Regions from separate parts of the Hordeum vulgare genome. Here region 2 is linked to region 1. The links are chromatin contacts, called in public Hi-C maps. All regions are on one chromosome and are shown on one strand. Each heading gives the region's core, a stretch centred on a gene start, on an enhancer-like site or on the middle of the called end of the contact. The rest is flanking DNA. Distances are from core to core; before and after follow the strand shown. Region 1 holds the start of LOC123443117 (phosphoribosylaminoimidazole carboxylase, chloroplastic-like). Region 2 has its middle 360 kb from the start of LOC123439608.

What was found. A called contact is a pair of places that touch in the nucleus more often than the background predicts.
Region 2: a Hi-C map of leaf shows a contact between it and region 1, with 3 times the contacts expected there. The contact joins the enhancer-like site here to the promoter of LOC123443117 in region 1. A contact is called at or near these places in 3 of 6 Hi-C or Micro-C datasets (leaf and seedling).

What each region holds. Positions count from the first base shown.
Region 1 is chr3H:96,345,823-96,352,546 of MorexV3_pseudomolecules_assembly, forward strand. LOC123443117 (phosphoribosylaminoimidazole carboxylase, chloroplastic-like) reads right to left here and starts at 3,172. Exons shown (of 16, transcript XM_045119381.1): 1 at 2,825-3,172; 2 at 2,475-2,690; 3 at 2,256-2,367; 4 at 2,090-2,152; 5 at 1,869-2,007; 6 at 1,589-1,644; 7 at 803-876; 8 at 542-689; 9 at 282-455; 10 at 46-133. The coding sequence starts at 3,003.
Region 2 is chr3H:96,823,310-96,830,376 of MorexV3_pseudomolecules_assembly, forward strand. No RefSeq gene overlaps it. Among protein-coding and RNA genes, the nearest start is that of LOC123439608, 360 kb to the left of the region's middle. Within about 2 kb of position 2,777, at least 1 of the 3 cell types and tissues checked has open chromatin away from gene starts, as enhancers often do. A contact at or near this core is called in leaf, where this site is marked.

The DNA of each region.
Region 1 (6,724 bases), core at 1,922-4,421:
TTGGCAACTTTCTGCAACAACAGCTAAGTGTGTGGCTGAACCAACCTGGCTTTGCATACCAGTGGACTGATGCACCTGGAATGCTTAACGCCCTCTTAATCAGCTGATGGGCTAAAACAAACCCCGAATCACCCTGTGGCAATGGGTGCCCAATATTATATAGCTAACCAGTAAAATAACATGGTGACCTATAAATAATCTAGCAGTTATTCACATAAATATCAGCGTTTAACATAGCAAAAAATGGAGGACAAATCAACACGAAACCAAAATATATATACCTCGTCCTCGCCCAGGATGTTGTACATTATTGCTGCGGGTGCTTTCATTGCAGTATCACCAAGAGGAAGTCCAAGAATAGCACGTAAATGTTGCTCATATTGTGAAGTGTAACATGCCTCGATTGTATGGTGTCCACTATTGTGAGGCCTAGGGGCTACTTCGTTCAATAAAACCTAGTGAAATTATCAACGTGAGAAAGATACAACACCACCATAGGAGGATTCAATTATATAAGATGTGCATAAATGTTCGAACAAACCTGATTGTCATTTGTTAAAAATAGTTCAACGGCAAAAACACCAGCACCTTCTAAGGACTTGATAGCTCTTTCAGCTACACTGGTAGCCAACTTCTTCATTTTCTCGGGTATCTCAGCAGGAGCTTCAACAACATGACAGATGTTATCCCTGAATGTTCCAAACAAAGGCTTCATATTTACCGAATTTGGAAAACAGAGCACAATAAAATAATAGTAAGGAAGCACTAAAATAGATAATCAAAAAGAAAAGGGCTATCTTACTTATGAATGGTCTCAACGACAGGATAACAAACCGTACAACCATCTCTGCTCCTTGCCACAATTACAGAAAGCTCCTGAACGAAAATAAGATAAATAGCGAAATATGTAAGTAAACAACAAAAGTTGTAATAATAGATAATATGATAGGTACTGAAGCAATCTGTTCTGTTCTATTCTGTTCTGTTACTCCTATCATGGTATTTTGTAATAAATTGTGCAAGAGATCAAACAAATATCTTCAAATAAACCTGCAGAACTTATCATATACTCCCTCCGTCCGGAAATACTTGTCCTAAAAATGGATATATTGGATGTATCTATAACTAAAATAAGTCTAGATACATTCATCTCTAGGACAAGTATTTCCGGACGGAGGGAGTACTCATCTCAAGCACGCACATATGGCACTGCCAGATGCACAAGCACAAAGAACCAATATTAATATGGACATGCAGCCAAAATTTACAGAACAATGGTGACTGACAACTACGAATCCTTTGCTATGTGAAGTGGACACCCAAAATGTTTATCCCTTTAAACATTCAGAAAGATACAAATTAGAGAAAAATTGTACTCCCTCTGTCCCAAAATAACTGTCTCAACTTTGTACTAGCTCTAGTACAAAATTGTACTAAACTTAAGACACTTATTTTGAGACGGAGGGAGTATAATTTACAGACGCTTATAAAATACTGCAGGGTATAAAAACAAAAGATAGTTGGGGGTTGGACCGATTTTAATGGGATTTAGTTTCCTCATTAAACAAATAAATCAAATAAAACTAACCTTTGTAAAAGTTGTCCACCTCTCAACATACAAGCCATGTTCAAACCCACCCAGCGCTGCAGCAATAAATAATATTAATTAAAATTAATTGCCTCATCAGTTGATATTTCTTCACGTGATTGGGTCAACTCAAACTATGTTAAAAACTATGGCCTTCAAGATAATTGCTTAAAAATTCAAATCCTAGCCTAATAGCTAATTCCGGAAACCATAGAACAGCTTCCGATTTTCAGAATTCAATTAGAAAAGGCTGCACTGAATCAATGCTTATCAGACTTACAAGAAACAACAGAAGATAGCTCATTTTTTTCGTGAGCAACAGCATTCCCACGACCGTCATATGCCAATCTTTTGCTTTTTACCATTAGAGGGTAGCCAAACATTTCCCCAGCTTTCTCTATACTGCTCAAAGTATCTACCTGCAAAACAACACTGCAAGTTTATATCAAAACACTTACAGCCCCAATAATTCCACAAAAGTAAAAAAATATGGTGCATTACTTCAACAAAGTCAGGTAACGGAATTCCAAATTTTGAGAAATGGTCTTTCTGCCTGTACTTGTCCTGTCATAGAATAGAGTATCAATACATCAAACATACTCCATTAGATGCTGTAGTACAAAACTGGCAAAACAGGAAGACGGTTGGACATGTAGGCAAAGATTACCTGAATAATCATGATGGTAGAGGCTTTGGGTTCACAAACAACACCCTGTTTTTCAAGCTTCTCAAGTGTCACAGCATCCACATGCTCAATTTCCACAGTTAGAACATCACACCTAACACCACGATAAGGATTTGTCGAAGCAGATTGGGAAGTGAGAACGATAATGTACAGGGATGCCAGCCCCTCAAATCAACCAAGCGGGATCACAGTTTCGCCTACCTCTTCGCAAACTCACGGACCGCGTCACCATCACTGAAGCTCCCCACGACATGCTCGTGACAGACGGAGTTCGCGGGGCAGTCCTTGAGGGGGTCCAGGATGGCCACTTTGATCCCCATCTGACTCGCCGCCTGGCAGAGCATCTTCCCCAACTGGCCGCCCCCCAGCACCCCGACGACCCTATCGGCCACGCCATGCACAGGCGGGTCGCTCTGCCTGAAACACCGCACACCAACCAGGTGAAAACTCTGCGAAAACGCCCAGGGGGGACGGAAATCGCCAGGAATTCACCGACAGGCGGGAACCAAAGGCGGCAATCGGCAGGAATCGACACTCCGCGAATAGCTTACCCCTCCGTCGAAGCGGGCTCCATGGATGCGCCGGCGCGAAACAGCGAGAGAGGCGGCGGCGAGGCGGAGGTCCGGCTTGGCGGCCGCGGCTTCCAGGACGCGCGGCACGGGTGGCGGCCGGCGGAGGGGGCGGAGGAGGCGGAGGCGCGGGACGGAGCGCCGAGCAGCCTGGCGTGCATGCTCCCGGAGGCGGTGGCTAGGGTTCAGCCAGGGGTTTAGAGGAGGGTGAGGCGCGAGAGGTTGGAGGAGGCGGCCCGGCGGCGGCAGCGGAAAGCGATGTGTCTGTAGGCTGTAGCTCGGCCGCCTCCTGCTACGCAATTGGAATCTCTCATTTTTATTTGTTTCACTTTATTGTGAACGGCCAATTTTCGTTCCCAGTTGAATGAGAATCTTTCCTACGCCAAAGATATGCAGAATATAATTTTATTCTGTGAATACATCACTACAATTCTCGGTGAAAGAAGATAACCTAACCTTTAGTTACCCTAACTTTTGAGGATACAGTTGCATAATATTTAAATAGAAAATAAAACGCACATATAAAAAAATCGAGTCAGCAATGCACATATTTCTTTCAAATATGAGCATAATAAATGTATAAATAAACTTATTGTACACAAACAAGGTGACATTATTACTCTCTCGCAACTCAAACTTTTACTTTATGTATGGGCTGACCCCAAAAGCCTCATATATGAGTTAGACTTGGCTCTAGTTTTTCATCTAAAGCATGGTCATGAAGCAAGAAAACTTACCAGAATGCTAAGAATCTGATGTCAGATTTTTAAGTATGATATAAATTAAACATTTTTGTGGCAATTAGATGCCGTGAGCATAGCAATTACCTTCAGCAAGCATGGCAAATTTTGATGAAAACACTAAACATGCCATGAATTGTCACGTGACACATAATTAGCCATAAAAACATTTAATTTGTCATGTTTAAAAATCTCACATCGGAAGCACGGTCCAAAACTTATTGTGTGAAATTATATAAAAGATAAGTGCATAACTACTAGACTTTGTGGGTGTGTGTCTGAGGCACGAGCCTTGGCTTGGTATTTTCAAATCGAGATTTGCGAAACGTGCCTTAGGATATTGCACAAGTGCACTCGAAGACTTTTGCCCCCGTCCTATTCATTTTTAGAATCTAACACCTTTTTTAGTTGGAATTGCTGCAATTTATTAAAAGGTATCAATGCACTCCGAGGCTACCTTGGCGATCACACATGTCGGTGATACCTCGAACCAAGTTCCTTCACCTCGTCCACCATATGCCGTTAGCACGGAGATCCCTCGTTGTTGCATTGATCTTGAAGACAATGGTGTGTGCGTTTGTTTCCAGTACCAGGGTCCATACCCAACATTCATCTGCTAGTTGAGGACTGTGTTTGCACGATGTGACATCTGTTAGCAAGATCTGCAATGAAGGGGGTGGCTTGCTCCCTCTCCGAAAGCTCCATGATGGCCTATCAGGACTGCTCCTCCACCACTGAAGTCACTCGCCTTTGACATGACACCGTCTATGTTGCTTTAATCCATCCTTCATCCAACGGCCACCAACTTCAACAACTCACACCTTTAGTGAGTGAGTGTCATCATGGATAGTGTTCCAGTCCTCGATCAACCTTAGCACCATGTCCTTTATCATATGTGTATCTTCTAATTTGAGTGTGTCTTTAGAATCTCATTTGGACCTTTTTATTATCATGGTCCCTTGAAATCACAATTGTTCCCTAATGTGGCTTTGATAATTGATCACAACATATGCATCATTGGATTAATGATCTTATCCAAGTATATTTCACAAAAGTTCAAAGATGCCTTGGCTATAGGATTGTGAGGAGAAGCCCCTTGATGCAAGGAAAGGAATAGGATTGGCTCAAGCTTCAAGCAAGAAGACTCTACATTTTACATTTGTGAGAAATCACTTTGAGTCCATAGGAAAGACAATACTATTAAAAGGGGGTGAGGTATTACGATGAATTGGTTGCTCAAGTGCTTAGAGGTAGCCACCAAAAATACTCAGCCATTCTCCCATAAAATACCTCTGTCCAAAGCTATACCAGCAAAATCGATGCCACCAACTATTTCCACTCAGCCCTACCGATTTTACACTTGACAGATCATATGCCAAACCCTACCATCTCGGTACCACCAACTTTCACATTGGTGTCGTCGAGATTCAGTGACCAACTTCCTGTTGTGAAGATTTCAAGAATCGGAGTTTCCAAGTTTGAAATTGGTCTCACCGAGATTTGGAAACTGGTCTAGGTCATCGTATTGGTACCACCGAGATTCATATATTGTTCTCGCCAAGAATTCAAAATTTGCCGCATTTAGTGCAACTCGGTACCATTGAGATTCCTTTAGGTGTCACCGAGTTGGCCAATAATGTTGCAACGGTTGGATTTTGGGGGATGCCTATATATACCTGTGCATGTCCTCTCATTCACAAAGGAGGCACTAAGAACACACTTACACTTGTCAGATCCATTTTTCTGAGTGAGAGCCACCTACCTACTCACGTGTTAAGATCAAGAGGTTCCAATCCAACAATTTGAAACTTGATCTCTAGCCTCCCCAAGTTACTTTCCACGAAGTCAATCTCTCCTACGCAATTGGAATCTCTGATTTTCAGTTTATCACCATTTTTTTAATTTATTTTACTTTATTGTGAACGGCGAATTTTCGTTCCGGGTTGGATGAGAATCTTTCCAACGCCAAAGAAATGCAGAATATATTTTTATTATGTGAATACGTCACTATAATTTTTGATAAAAAAGTTTTTAAAAAAGGAACAACCTCACTCACAAAAGGTGAAAGGAGATAACCTAACCTTTAGTTACCCTAACTTTTGGGGATACAATTTCATAATGTGTAAACAGAAACAAAATGCACACATATAAAAATTGAACCAGCAATGCCTATGTCCCTATCAAATATGAGCATAATAAATGTATAAATAAACTTGTTGTACACAAATAAAATGACGTTGTTACCCTCTCGTAACTTATATTTTTACTCTATGTATGGGTATGGGCTGGCCCAAAAACCTAATGTCTGAGCTAGCCTTGGGCTCTAGCTTTTCATCTAAAGCATGGCTATGAAGCAAGGAAAACTTACCAGAATGCTAAGAATCTGATGTCAGACTTTTAAGTAGGATATAAATCAAACATTTTTATGGCAATTACATGTTGTAAGCATAGCAATTCCCTTGAGCAAGCATGGCAAATTCTGACAAAAACACTGGACATGCCAGGATTTGCCATGCTTTTGAAGGGATTTGTTAGGCTCGCAACACATAATTAGTCATAAAACATCCAATTTGCCATGTTTAAAAATCTCACATCGGAAGCACGGTCCAAAACTTAATGTGTGAAATTATTTAAAAGATAAGTGCATAACTATTAGCCTTGGGGGGTGTTTGTCTCACACAATAGCCTTGGCTTGGTATTTTAAAATTGAGATTTGCGAGACGTGCCTTAGGATGTTGCACAAAGTGTGCTGAAAGACTTTTGCCCCCCTCCTATTCATTTTTAGAATATAGCACCTTTTTTAGTTAGAATTGCTGCAATTTATTAAAAAGGTATCAATACACTCAGAGGCTACCTTCGCGCTCACACATGTCGATGATACGTGGAAGCAAGTTCCTTCACCTCGTCCACCATATGCCATGAGCATGGAGATCCGTCTATGTTGCGTTGATCTTGAAGACAGTAGCATGTGCATCTGTTTCAGTACCAGGGTCCGAAACCAACATTCATCTGCTAGTTGAAGAGTTTGTTTGCACGCCATGACGTCCACTAGCAAGATCTATAATGAAGGGGTGGCATGCTCCCGCTCGGAAGCTCCATGATGGCATCTCGGGACGGCCCCTCCACCACCGAAGTCACTCGC
Region 2 (7,067 bases), core at 1,527-4,026, 480 kb after region 1:
ACGCAGATCACAAGTATCGCTGCTTCTATTGCAATCTGTCTCATGTTGTGGGAGTTTCCAGAAAACTCTAAACTGGGTGCTTTGTGCTTGCTGTTTTCGGCCTTATGGAATAAGGACACTCGCATCAGTACTATATATCATGTAATAATCAACAATATAAATGATTTAATAAATTATTTAAATTTTTACCATAGAGCTAGGAGGGTATCACTTTGAACTGTCACTCGTACCGCTTATCAGCACAGCATGTACATTTGCTTTTCCCTCGTTAGAAAATTGCTACGACATGAAGCAAAAACATAATATGAAAGGGAGTGCACAAGTCTGAAATCTTAAAAGGAAGCCGAAATATTATGTATGTTTTCTGACCTTGTTAGAACATTTGGCCATGAAGTTATATTTACGATGTTGAACACTTATTTATAAATTGTGAGTGCAAAATTCTTCCAAAAATGCATCCATCAAGTCAACTTGAAGTTGTCCCTGAAGAAACCATGTGCCCATGAAAGTGAAAAACATACAGTGCACTGTTTAATGAATGTGTTGTAGCAGAATTGCATAATAAGCATGCATGAAATATCAGCATATCAGCAAAGGAAGTTTACCTCGTAAATAGATGGGGTCTATTTATTCTTTTTGGAAACCGAAGATGAAGGTACATATTCATCCATGTTAACATCGTAGACATCAACTTCGTCCTCTGAATCGATTTATGAATAGTCATTTTGAAAATGATCACGAATTCACAACAATGACCATGAAGCTGAAAAGTGTTCATCGATTTCAAAAATCATAAATTAAAAACATATAAAAATTCAAAAAGTTCATGAATTTGGGAAAAATATCCACGAGCTCGTAAATGTTCATGAATTGGAAAAATGTTCATCAATTTGATAACCTGCATGACCTGAAAATGATGTTCACGAACTAGAAAAATATCCATGAATTCGAAAAAAATCACAAACTCAAAAAGGTCTGACAATTAATTTATTTCCATGAATTTAGAAAATGTTCATGAATTTGTAAAATGTTTACAAATTGCAAAACGTTTCATGAATTAAACTATAATGTTCACAAATTAGATAAGCATTCGTGAACTCAAAAAATATTCAGGATTAAAAAACATAACTTTGGAAAAACGTTCGCAAGTCTCAAAAATGCTCGAGAACTTGATTTTTCACAAATTTAAAATATATTCAAGAATTTAAGTAATGTCCGCGAATGTGAGAAAATGTTCGCGAGTCTACAAAATGTTCATCATTACAAAGATTAAATATTATGTGAATTTGAAAAGTGTCGGCAAATTCAAAAAAATACCATAAAACCAAAAAAAATCATGAATCTACAAAATGTTCAGGAATTTCGAACAAACTTCTTAATTTTGGAAACAAATCGGCAATTTGAGAAATATTATTGAACTCAAAAAAGAGTTCATGAACTACAAAGTAATTCATAAATTTAAATGTTCACAAATCTGAAGGATTTGAATAATGTTCTGTTTCTAAGATTATCAGGATTTTTAAAGTGTTCATGGATATAAAAATATTTACAAATTTATGAAATGTTCTTGAATTTTTAATATTCACAAATTTACAAAAAGAGATAAAAAACCGAAGCAAGTAAAAAACGATAAAAAGAAATAATATAATGAAAAAATAGAAACAGAAAATAAAAGCCGAATGAAAGGAAACCAGCCGAGTAAAAAAGGTATGACGCCGGTCACAAACCTCCCCGAATCTATTAGAAGCTTTTTCAAGGCCCGGACTAACTAGGCCAGCTTGGAATACCGCAAGACTTCGAGAAAACTGAGTGCGCCAACCTCACACTCCCATGTTAGCGGCCTATACGCGAACATTTCGTTTTTTCGTATTTTTCTTTTCTGTTTTCCTTCATTAAAATAATTAGGGATTTCCAAAATTTCCAAATTTCTCAAATTCCTAATTTTTTTTGCTCAAGTAATCTTAAAAGGATCGAGCATTCAGAAATAAATGTTTACGATTTTGACTAATAGTTTTGACAAATCAAAAATGACCGTCCAATAAAAACAATGTTTGTGATTTTGCAAAACTGTCTGCATATTAAAATATTTATGATTTCAAATAAGTTTCTCGTATTTTTTTCAAGCATTTGAACTAATTCAATGGATTCAAATTATGTTAATAAATTTCCAAAAATGCATACGGAAAACAGAAAACTTACAATTCAAAAAGTGTTTGCCGATTATAAAAAGGCTGATGCATTTAAAAACATCGTCAAAATGAAATTTTATTCGTGAATTTTAAGAAATGTACCCAAATTTAAAAAAACAATCATTGATTTAATAAAATGTTCACAAGTTTCAAACAGTGTTCACAATTTCGAAATATTCACCCATTTTTTATAAAACAAACAGGAATTCCTAAAATGATAATGATTTAAAAAGAATGTTTGCGAAGTTTCAAAAAACTGTTCAGTTATTTACAAAATGTTATTTTCTTAGTAAAATGTTCACAAGTGTGAAAGACATTCGCACAAAAAAAGACAAAGAAAATAAAAGCAGAAAAAGGAAAAAAGTAAAAGGAAAATCAAAAGTAAATATAAAAGAAATAAGACTGGAAGAAATAACAAAGGTAAAACAATAAAATGATCTAGGGAACGTTCGAGTATACCTTCCTAAAACCGACGGGCAATAAACCCTAGATGGGTAGTTAAACACTTGTTCGAGGCTGGAGGGGTGCCCGCTAGGTCGCTCGCGCAACCTACGCGCCAAATAGGATCTGCCCACTGTAAGCGATATATAGCAATTATGGTACCATGAGTCGGTTCGTAATCGGTGGCTTTAACTCCAAAGTCTAACATCTATGGGTCATGGCCCACGAAGCTTCAACTCTCTAGTCTCTTTTTCTACGCTCTCCTTGTCACTCACTCTTATTGGGTCAGAAAAATTACCAGCTACCTTTTCTCCATTAATATTGAAAATGTTGGTGAAATCCAAAAAAAGGTTCATGGATTTTGGAAGCTGCTTGCATGTTTGAAAAAAATGTTCATGAAAGTTAAAAAGTTCATGTATTTAATAAGTGTTCACACTTTTGTAATATTCATGATCTTTTCAAAACGCTCACTAATACTTTTTTTGAAAATATGTGCACGAATTTAATATTTCTTCTCACTTTTTAAAAATTTATGAATTAAAAAATGTTCGTGAATTTAAGAAATGTTTATGCATTTAAATAAAACATTATAAAATCACAAAAAGTAATAAAAAAGCTCAACCAAAAACAAAGTAAAACTCGTAAAAACACAAAAAAGAAAAACAAGATAAAGCAAGTTGAAAACTTTTCAAAACTGAAACCGAGTGGAAACTAGATGGGTCGGCTCACTATAGAATGTAGGATGGGGAGGGGCAGGGTTGGTTGTTTCTTCAGATAAGGAAGCATGTCAAACCATAAGCGCCAAATAGGAGATTCCTTGATGTCTAGCCCCTTCTAGGATGTAATCGCACCACCCTTTGCACTGGACGACAAGAATAAACCAAAGGGACAATATATAACTAGGAGACCACCAATACTTACTAAGAAGACAACTCATTCCACTTATTATTAGTTATTTCATAAAAGGATTCAAATTCATTATAAATGGTTAACTGAAAATACAAAGCATCCCAAATGTAATAAAAAATAGAGCATCCAAATGTAATAAAAAAATGCATCAAGGTCTAATGACACCGAACAACGCTAGGAGTACCAAAACGAACCGCTGGTGTGTTAGTGTCGTCACTCTTATACCGGAGCCGACTTCACTTTGTCGATGGCGGTCGAAAAGTCTTCATGCACGTGAGCCTAGAACCATCGCCTTGTATACATCATCGTCGTTGAACCCTTCTATCGATCTGAAGTAACTGGCACCAAACCTCGCTGTCGTGCACACATAAAGAGAAACCATAACCTCAATGCCCCAAAGAGCTTGCATGAATCTATGTTGCCCGGAGTTTCGTCGAATCTGTCCTGGCGGATAAACTTGAGGATGATCAACCCAAAAGACCGACTTAAGACTTACTTGAGGATGAAGCATCCTCGTGCACCTATGTGTCGCCCCTCCAACGAGTAAAACGCTAACCTATCTACTAGACAGAGCTAGGGGACATAATTCCCCTTCCCATCCCCAACCACCGAAGCGGCAAAAAGGTCTGGATCCATAAGCATGTTGACCGAGATTGAGGGAATCCTATTCCACTTTTAGGACTTGTATGGGAGTGCTCCATCCTTTCAAAATCATCTTCATCCCACCAAATTTTGGGGCAAATCACCTAGAACTGCATGTACCATCACTCATGGTAGGAGCATCATATTCGTCTCAAACACCTAGAAATTTTAATGTAATCGGGCGCCTCAAACGAATTTCAAACGTCCGTGCTGACTGGCAGCCCTCATATTTAGCCCAAATATGGGGCGTCCGGCCACGTCCGGGCACGCCCTCCACGTTTGCATGGCTCGCGCTGGCCCACATCGACCCCACATATAATCGTCCTCATGTGCAATCTCTCGCCTTCTCCATCATGGCGGGCAACCGATCCGAGTCCTTAACCTCCAGAAACATTGACCACGAGTTCATCCCACGCGGTCCCGAGGAAGAGATGGTCGTTCGGCGTGCGATCCGCCGCTCCCGGGAGGTGGTTGCCCGATGGAAACACTCCGACTTGCAACATCAAGAATCCATTGTGTCGGCACAACTTCTGCTTGGATCCGGCGTCGCTGCCTCATTGAAGGTGGTGTCGTACGTTTGGAGTCCGAACGTTATGGCGGACGCGCAACCTTTTCATTGGCGCGCCGAGGACGCACCATGGACGTTCTCGGACGCTAACATGCGCGGCGTTCCCACCATGTGAGGCAACGGGCGCAGGAGGCGGCAGAGGTGAAAGGACGTAGATGTCGCCTAGAGGGGGGTGAATAGGCGCTTTAAAATAATTACGGTTTAGGCTTGAACAATATGGAATAAAACTAGAGTTTAATTAGACAAGCACAAAACCTAAAATAATTAGGCTCACCTATGTGCACGAAACAACTTATGCTAAGCAAGATAAACAACTAAGTAATAGCAAGATATATACCAAAAAGCAATATGGCTATCACAAATTAAAGTGCATAAGTAAAGGGTTCGGGTAAGAGATAACCAAGGCACGCGGAGACAACGATGTGTCTCGAAGTTCACACCCTTGCGGATGCTAATCTCCATTTGGAGTTGTGTGGAGGCACACTGTGACAACCCGATGCCGACGTCCCAGAAGATTCCCCTTTATTTTCGTTTCCGTCGTGCGGCTATTTTATTTTGTTGGTTGCATCATCATTTAGTTTGCATGATCGCATCATGCATGGCATCATGTCATCGGTGTTTTGTCGGTGTTGCTTGTTGCTCCGTGTTGTTAGACGTTAGTGCTTCGTGAGTGACGTTGTTTTGTTGGAGTGATGAGAGAGGGTGCGTGAGAGCCACCGCTAAACCCTGTTGCGCCGCCGACCTAAACCTTCTCCCCTTCTCTCCTCTCTCATTTCGTTTTGTGGTTTTGCTAAAGTCTTCGTTTAAACCCCTATTCAAAAGGGTGCGTCTTCTTCTTACAATAAAAGTCCTTTTATTAAATGTGGGGGCAACCCTTAGGTTTTATTTTATTTCTCCGTTATTTTATTTAAAAAAACCCTCCCATTTTATTTTTCTCTTTTAAAAGGCTTTTATTTATTCTTTAAATAAAGAGTTTTATTTTGATTCTTTAAAAAGGGTTTTGAATTTTTTTAATTCTTTTAAAAGGGTTTGATTTTATTCTCGTGTTAAAAGAGGTTTTATTTTTTTTCTACAAAAGGGTTTTAATTTTAAATTCTTTAAAAGGTTTTAGTTTTTATTCGTTTTAAAAAAAAGAAGCCAATCTATTTTGACATTGGGTATATTTCTTTAAAAGGGAATAATAGGTTTTTTCTTCATTTTTGCTAAAACCCTATTTTTTATTATTATTTTTCCTTTATGTTCTTCTCTGTTTTTTTAAGGCGCAAGGCCCAAATAGAGAGCAAGCCGGCCCAAGGCCCAGCTCCCCCCGTGACCTAGCCCGCATCCCCCGTGCGCCTCCTCTCCCTTGCCTAGTTCCCGTGCCTCTCGTTCCCGAGCGCCCCCTCCTGCTCCGCCTCCTCCTCCCGCGTCGCGCCGCCGCCTTGTCCTCCCGTCGCCAGCGAGCCGCCTCTCTGCTCCCCGTCCCCTGCGCCCGCGCCGCCGCCGGTGCCCGACCCGCGCGCCGCCCTGCCGTGCCCGCCGCCAGGGCCTCTCCTCCGCCGCACTGCTCGCCGTGGACGCCTCCTCCTCCTCGAACCTCGCCCCCGCGCGCCATGGTGGTCGCCCCCTCGACCCGGGCGGGCCGCCGCCCGCCATCTGCTGCGAGGAAAGCTCCTCCCATCGCCCCTGCTTCCCCCAGGCCCGAGCTCATCGCCCCGCCGGCCTCGCCCCCTGGTCGTCCTCGCCAGCCTCCCGGTCGCCGCCCCGTCATGCTCGCCGGACCGCCCGTTCCCTTGCCGAGGCCGAGGTAGCACGCCGCTGCCGTTGCTGTTGCTGCGCTGGTGCCGAGTTGTGGCGTTGTGCTGCTGTCGCTGTTAGCTGTAGATGAGCTGCTTGCCGTTGCTATTCCCGCGGCCTCCTCGTGCCGAGTTGCTGCCTTGCTGCGTTGCTATTGCCCTGCTATTCCGTTTTGCTTGCTGCTAGGCCGCTGTTGCGTTGCTTAGCTGCTACTCCTGCTGCCGGTAGTAGATGTGCTGCCCTGCTGGCCTGCTTGCCGTTTTGTTGCTGCTGGTAGGAGTTGGAGCTGTTGCTGTTGGCTTGTTAGGGTTCTAGCTGCTGTGCCGGGTGTAGACTAGCTGCCAGTTAGTTGTTGTTGCTTGCCAGCAAGGCCTTGCCGTGGCCGATTGCTGTTGCTGCTAGTGTGCTTGCATGCCGTGCCTAATGGTGCATGCTAGCTAGCTTGCTGCCGATGCTAGTCGAAACCTGGTGGTGCTAGATGTTGACGCTTTTCGTTGTGCCGCCGATGCACGTTTGATGTTGCTGTTGCGTCGCTTGCCGTC